Linked DNA regions of Danio rerio: region 2 is linked to region 1. A link is a contact called in public Hi-C data. All regions are on one chromosome and are shown on one strand. Each heading gives the region's core, a stretch centred on a gene start, on an enhancer-like site or on the middle of the called end of the contact. The rest is flanking DNA. Distances are from core to core; before and after follow the strand shown.

What was found. Hi-C and Micro-C count contacts between places; a contact is called where the count stands out from the background.
Region 2: a Hi-C map of embryo shows a contact between it and region 1, with 1.6 times the contacts expected there. The contact joins the promoter of tnrc6ba here to the enhancer-like site in region 1.

Annotation. Positions count from the first base shown.
Region 1 is chr12:20,890,250-20,893,689 of GRCz12tu, forward strand. It overlaps sh3bp1 (SH3-domain binding protein 1), which reads left to right. Exons shown (of 18, transcript XM_021474252.3): 9 at 1,715-1,805; 10 at 1,886-2,022; 11 at 2,177-2,288. Among named protein-coding and RNA genes, the nearest start is that of sh3bp1, 18 kb to the left of the region's middle. Within about 2 kb of position 2,037, at least 3 of the 62 cell types and tissues checked have an H3K27ac peak or open chromatin away from gene starts, as enhancers often do.
Region 2 is chr12:20,945,169-20,948,828 of GRCz12tu, forward strand. It overlaps tnrc6ba (trinucleotide repeat containing adaptor 6Ba), which reads left to right and starts at 1,823. Exons shown (of 21, transcript XM_068224758.2): 1 at 1,823-2,093; 2 at 3,259-3,346. The coding sequence starts at 3,290. si:ch211-141o9.10 reads right to left here and starts at 3,051. Exons shown (of 8, transcript XM_068224759.2): 1 at 2,803-3,051. The coding sequence starts at 2,901.

The sequences.
Region 1 (3,440 bases), core at 787-3,286:
TTATTTTACTCTTCTTAATTTGTAGAAAATGTTTAGGATACAGCAATAAAATAATAATTATCTTCTCAACTGTTATATTGTGATTTCAGTGAATTTCTCGTTCACTTTTTTAAAGCAATATCATGATGGAAATGCAATTCTGTTTCAAACATGCTGTGTGGTATCTGGTTTGAGGTTAACATCTTGAGCTAAAAGCACAAAATGGAGGAAAATGTCAACTTTTTTATTGTCAACTGTGGTAAAACCACGTATAACCATAATCTAAACAGCATTTAGATACACAATCAAATGTTCTCTATCACATATAGACATATTGTATTATTTATTACAATTATAATGGATTCAGTTTACTGCAAATTAAATATTTTGTGATATGTCAGCCCAGTTTAAGGAACAGGAATGGAAAATGCTTCAAATGTACCACCAATTCTGTAATCTGTCACAGGGGATATATGAAAACGGCAATACTAAAAACAAGAATGAAAAACTGGTTTTAGTTAATTGTTGTTGAGTAAATGTACATTTAGTATTTATGGATTTATTTGAGTTTGTTTTACAAGAAAATAGTATTTCAGTTTTTCTAGTTTAAATCAACATGTTAATGTATCTATAGTTATTAGCTTATTCTGAAAATGTACCAGTATATACATTTCTGGAGAGTGCCAAATGCGTCTCAAGAGCTAGGTTTTTTGCAGTTTTTGTGAGTCCGTTGTGTTTGCTTTTTGAGGTTTCAAATTCAGATCTCTCTTATGAGTGCCATTCGCAGCTGCTGTTCTCATGTAAATCGGACTGACTGATTGACTGACTGATCGACTGACCCACCCTCCTCTTTCCCTAAACCCAACCAAGAGTGTTTTTTTAAAAAACACAGATTGACCTGCCCACCCAATTCTCTAAACCAGTGGGCACCTAACTTGTTCCTGGAGGGCCGGTGTCCTGCAGATTTTAGCTCCAACATTAATCAAACACACCTGAACAACTTAATCAAGGTTTTGCCAAGTATACTTGAAACATCCAGGCAGGTGTGTTGAGGCAAGTTGGAGCTTAACCCTACAGGGACACCGGCCTTTTTGTTGATTGTTGACCCCTGCCCTAAAGCCTTCCGACAGTTTTAAAAAGCAATCCAGAAAAAGAAAAGCCCTCACCTGATTTTTACCTAGTTTTCAGATTTTACCACATTCTCATCCTGTTATTTACTTGCTTATTTTATTTTTGTCTTGACCGTATTTTGGAACCGCTTTTCACCGGACTCGAACACTGTCGTTGTGGTCAATTCGACTCAAGTCTCAAGTCCGCTGACAGACATAGTGAACTAACTAGACAAACTGGTAACAGCAGGAAAGGCGTCCATAGGGAGGTAAACGGTCAGCCAATAAGCACGAAAAGGAATGCCATCATACCGCCCCATAGCGTTCGTTTTAAATTCGAAATGCAGCCATACGTACTTCTGGCTACATAGTTTGCGATCTCCAGAAATGTATAAGTTTAGAGCTCTGTTTTCAAAATGAGCCTATGTTGCAACACCTTGTGTGAGTTCTTGATGCACTTTTTTTTTTCAAGAAATACATACATTTATATTTATTTTTTCTTTTCATATGTCTTGACTTATTTGTGTTAATTAATATTAATTATGAATCAATTACTTAATATTAATTGTAATAATCAGTTCGTTTTTCATAAATGTTTCTGCACGCTAACTGAGATCTTCTGACAGCTTCTAGAACTACAAGCTGAATATCACAAGGCTTCATATGATTTCCTGGAGAGAAACATAACTGAGCTCAAGGAGAGTCACAGCCACACAGGTGAGCTGAAGAAAAGGATATTTACCACCCGATAGACCTCTGCGGTACCACCATTTCCATGTGTGTCTGTTTGACTACAGAGCCGCTGGTGAGTTCCTCTGAAAATAAGGTATTTGGAGAGCCGCTGCTGTCTCACCTTCAGAGCTGCAGGAGGAAGATTGCTGTCCCCATTGAGGAGTGTGTGAACATGCTGTTACGTACAGGACTCAGGGAGGAGGTATGTACACACATACGCGTCTGAGATCACATATGCAGCTTTGCACTATAACACAAATAACTGCACACCCACTGAGCGGCAGGCCTTGTATTTTCAGTATGTTGTTTCACTTTCTGACTCATATCTGCTATCTGTCTTTACACATGTCATCTAGGGGCTGTTCAGACTAGCAGCCGCAGCGTCTGTTATGAAAAAACTGAAAAGCAGTCTGGATTCAGGCACAGTCGACCACACTGAGTTTAGTTCTGACCCTCATGCTGTTGCAGGTGAGACTTATGCTAACATTTTTGTTGTTGTCTGACTAATGTTAAATGTTCTGAGTTTTTTTCTGGCTTTTGCATGACTTTCCACCTAACATGGCAAACATTTTTAGCTTTATTTAGTTTTTGGCAGTTCATTTACATGACAACAGCGTTTTGAGGAATATTAGGGTGATGCAGTGGCACAGTAGGTTGTGCTGTCGCCTCACAGCAAGAAGGTCACTGGTTCGAGCCTCGGCTGGGTCAGTTGCGTTTCTGTGTGGAGTTTGCATGTTCTCCCCGCGTTCGCGTGGGTTTCCTCCAGGTTTCCCGGTACTGGGTTGTGGCTGGAAGGGCAACCACTGTGTAAAACATATACCGGAATAGTTGTCAGTTCATTCTGTTGTGGTGACCGCTGATAAATACAAGACTAAGCCGAAGGAAAATGAATGAATGAAAGTAATTGAGGGGCAGCATGGTGTCACAACAAGAAGGTTGCTGGTTTGAGTCCCAGCTGTATAGTTTGCATGTTCTCTTTGTGCTTGGATGTGATTTCTGTGGTTCCTTCAAAGTTCAAATACATGCGGTATACAGTAGGTGAATTGAAAGTAAATTAGCGGTTGTGTGTGTGGAAGACCTTTCTGGACACAAATTTCTATAATTAAGTGTTTCACAAGGAGAAGTTGACTTATGAAGTAAGGATATAACCCAGGTCACCATTTATGAAAACATGAACAGTTTGTTGTGAGGTTTGGGTTTAGGGATAGGGTTGGGTAATAGAAAATTCAGTTTGTACACTGTAAAAAATGCTGGGTTCCACTTAATCGATTTGTCTTAGAACAGCATGAAGGAATTAAGTTGCTTTATTAGTTTTTAGAAATTTAAGTGGATTGAACATAAAACAAAGTTGTCGCAGAAAAAAAAGCTCATTTTAAATAAGCAGTTTGTACAAACAGCAAACCACATTTTTGAGTGTACAGTATAAAAACAATGGAAACACATTAATTGTCCCCTTAAATCACACACAAAAAACATGTTACATGTACAGGTTTAGTTAGTTACTTATGATGGCTTAATTGTTTTTACTTATTTAGTGACATATGAAAAAGACCCACTGATGGGGACATTTTACTTCCCCTCACTAACTATAAAAGCTTAACAATTGGCCAGACCAAGTTT
Region 2 (3,660 bases), core at 573-3,072, 55 kb after region 1:
ATATATATATATATATATATATATATATATATATATATATATATATATATATATATATATATATAAATATATATATATATATATATATATATATATATATATATATATATATATATATATATATATATATATACACATACAGTTGAAATTCAGATATATTAGCCTCCCAGAATTATTAGCCCCCTGTTTATTTTTTCCCCAATTTCTGTTTAATGCAGAGAAGATTTCTTCCACACATTTCTAAACATAATAATTTTAATAACTGATTTCTAATAACTGCTTTATTTTATCTTTGCCATGATAACAGTACATAATATTTTACTAGATATTTTTCAAGACACTTCTATACAGCTTAAAGGGACATTTAAAGGCTTAACTAGGTTTATTAGGTTAACTAGGCAGGTTAGGGTAATCAGGCAAGTTATTGTATAACGATGGTTTGTTTTATAGACTATCAAAAAATCTATAGTTTAAAGCTTAAAAACTGCTTTTAGTCTAGCCGAAATAAAACAAATAAGACTTTTCCAGAAGAAAAAGTATTATCAAACATACTTTGAAAATTTCCTTGGTCTATAAACATAATTTGGGAACTATTAAAAAAAGAAAAAAATTCAAAGGGGGGCTAATAAATCTGACTTCAACTGTATATATTACAGAAGGGTGAAGAGGCTTTACAAGTGCAAGTGCTGTTATTACGGGTATATCGCATGGCTATCAGCCAATCAGATTTGAGAACCAGACAGAATTGTTATTAGCCCACCTTAGATTTTTTTTTCTTTTTTAAATATTTCCCAAAATATGCTTATAAACCAAGGAAATTTTTACAGTATGCCTGATAATATTTTGTCTTTATTTTATTTTGACTAGAATAAAAGCAGTTTTTAATAAAAAAAAAAAAAAACATTTTAAGGTCAAACTTATTTGCCCCTTTAGTCTACAGAACAAATCATCATTATACAATAACTTGCTTAATTAGTCTAACCTGCCTAGTTAATCTAATTAACCTAGTTAAGCCTTTAAATGTCTCTTTAAGCTGTATAGAAGTGTCTTGAAAAATATCAAGTCAAATATTATTCACTGTCATCATGGCAAAGATAAAATAAATCAGTTATTAGAGATGAGTTATTAAAACTATTCTGTTTAGAAATGTCTTGAAAAAAATCTCCCTGTTAAACAGAAAGTGGGGAAAAACAAACAGGAGGGCTAATAATTCAGGGAGGAATATGTATTATTATTCTAATAATTATTTATTATTTATTTTGTTATTTATTTAATTATTATTATTCTAATAATTATATGTGTGTGTTTACACACAATATTTAAGGTCTTAAAGCTGAAAAGAGATTTTACATAAAAATGTATTTAAAAACACATTTTACAAATTATTATTATTATTATTATTTATACTCTTCATCATTTTAGTATCTGTAACGTTATACAAATTGATGCTGATTCAAAAAAGGCCTCTGTGTACTAAAAATCTAAAACCTTATCTAAATTATAAAAACATAAAACTTATTATGACAGACTGGGGTAGCCTTAACAAATGTTGCAAATATGTACATTTAACGTTAGTATTTATTGTGAGGCATCGCTCTTTTTAAGTAAGATGAAATTTCTTGTGACAGACTGAGATAGCCTTAACAATTTTTACAAAAAAGCAGTAGGCTACCTTACGTAACATTACGTATAATTAACATTCACTGCAAATGAGTCAGGTCTCATGCCAAATATGTTCTATTTATTAAAAGAACGTCCAATTAAAGAGTTATTGGACTTTTAATATTGAAGGTCAAAAATCTCCCTCGGCTGCCCCCCTTCCGTCAGATCTGTCCAGACACACACATTCACACCGAGCAGTAAAATGGCCGACCGTCAACCAACTGACTTTACAGCGCTTTAAACATAGATTCCGCCTCTTTCGTTTACATTATCGTATTTCATATTTAAAACCTACAGAAGGAGTGTTTTCATGACTAGCTCATAGATATTGATGGAGTATTGTATTTCACGTTGCCTCAAAACCCAGAAATTCGCACTTAAGCACTTTAGCTGTAGCTAGAAGACTAGCTGCGGTGCATGTAATTCCTGAGGTAAGTGCTTTATTTTAAAAATCATTTCATGTGAAATGTTGCTTGCAACTAATGACACTAATATGCATTTTGAAAAACCGCAGTTGCGTGAAAGCGTTTTAGTATGGTACAGTTTTTCTTCGTCGACATCTGTTAGCCCTAGCTCTGTCGCTAGTTAAATTAGCCAGGCAGCCAGTTAGCATTTGCCTGTATGCAACTTTAACGTTAGCTTTCCGCTGGTCAATCATGAAAACATACTCGTTGTTGTATAGTAACACACTAATGGATCTGAGTTATGTCTGCGTTAAAATAAGTATAAGTTGAGTTTAGCTAGGCAATGTATATCACGACTATTAGTCCAGGCTTGCTAACGTTACGTTAACGTTGCTGCTGCCCATATTTGAGCAGTTGCATATTTATGCATATTTTGTTTTGACAGCTGCTTACCCTTTTGATTTGTGTTACGATCCGTACGTAAATAGACTCTGGCTTCAGGGAGAATTTAATAAAATATCTGAGGTTCACGTTTAGGATGTTAATATCTTCTGCTAGCAAATTAGCTAACGTTAACTGAGTAACATACACCTGAGATTGGCAGGACCACTAAAGCATACGCGTTAGCTCGGTGTGTTTCAGTTAGTGCCGTTAAAACACTGGATTTAACAGTTGTTTTTGCTCGAATTGTTCGTATAGCCGACGTAAGGAATGTATGCTATATTTTAAATTTTACCCGAGGAAATGGGCGGGTGGACGGACGAAGCGCCTGTCCAACAACTCTGCCCTGCCAACTGCAGGCTTCCAGACAGATAGCAGCAAGAGTTTCCCCCATTATGAAGATCACAGTATGAATTTCATTGGCATCCGTTTTTTAATGACAGGTTCAAACTCCACTCGAGCCTTCGTTCAAATTATTTTTACAAAGATTGGTGATATCTTGATCATGTGATTGGTGCCGTTGTTGTGTATTGTGCTGTTATGCATTTGGTTTGATAACACAGCAGCACCTCTTAGTGCCTGAACTGGTTGAAGGTGATACTAGACGTATGCATTTTGCAGATCCTTGGTATTGTATACTAGGAATTGGCAGTTTATTTACATTTATTTACATCATTATTTACATGGCAGTTTATTTACATTTACAAAGTTTTACAATTGAACACTAGTTTTTGATGTTTTGTTTTTCAAGAAAGGAGCACCAGGAAAGGGAACAGCAGTTCATGGAAGACAAGAAAAGGAAAAAGGAAGATAAAAGGAAACGGGAAACCTCGCAGAAGGTAATTGCTATGTTATATTAATTATTTCTGACTATTAAGTTAAGCACATACCGTCTTTGAAAAGATGTGTGTTCATTTTCAGAATTGAAATAGCATTCTGGATTCACTTTTTATGCTGTAAATGTAGAAGTCCTTTCTAGAGAATAACGTCGTATTAATAGTTAACTGCATCAACCAAGCCTCTGGTACATGTTTGTCAAAGTATCATTGTAGAAATACTGATGCTTGGCTGTTCATGAAAATATTGATTGCTATCACTTAATTAGCATTCATGCTTTAGGTTTGATCTCAATATAATCTTGCTTACCATATCT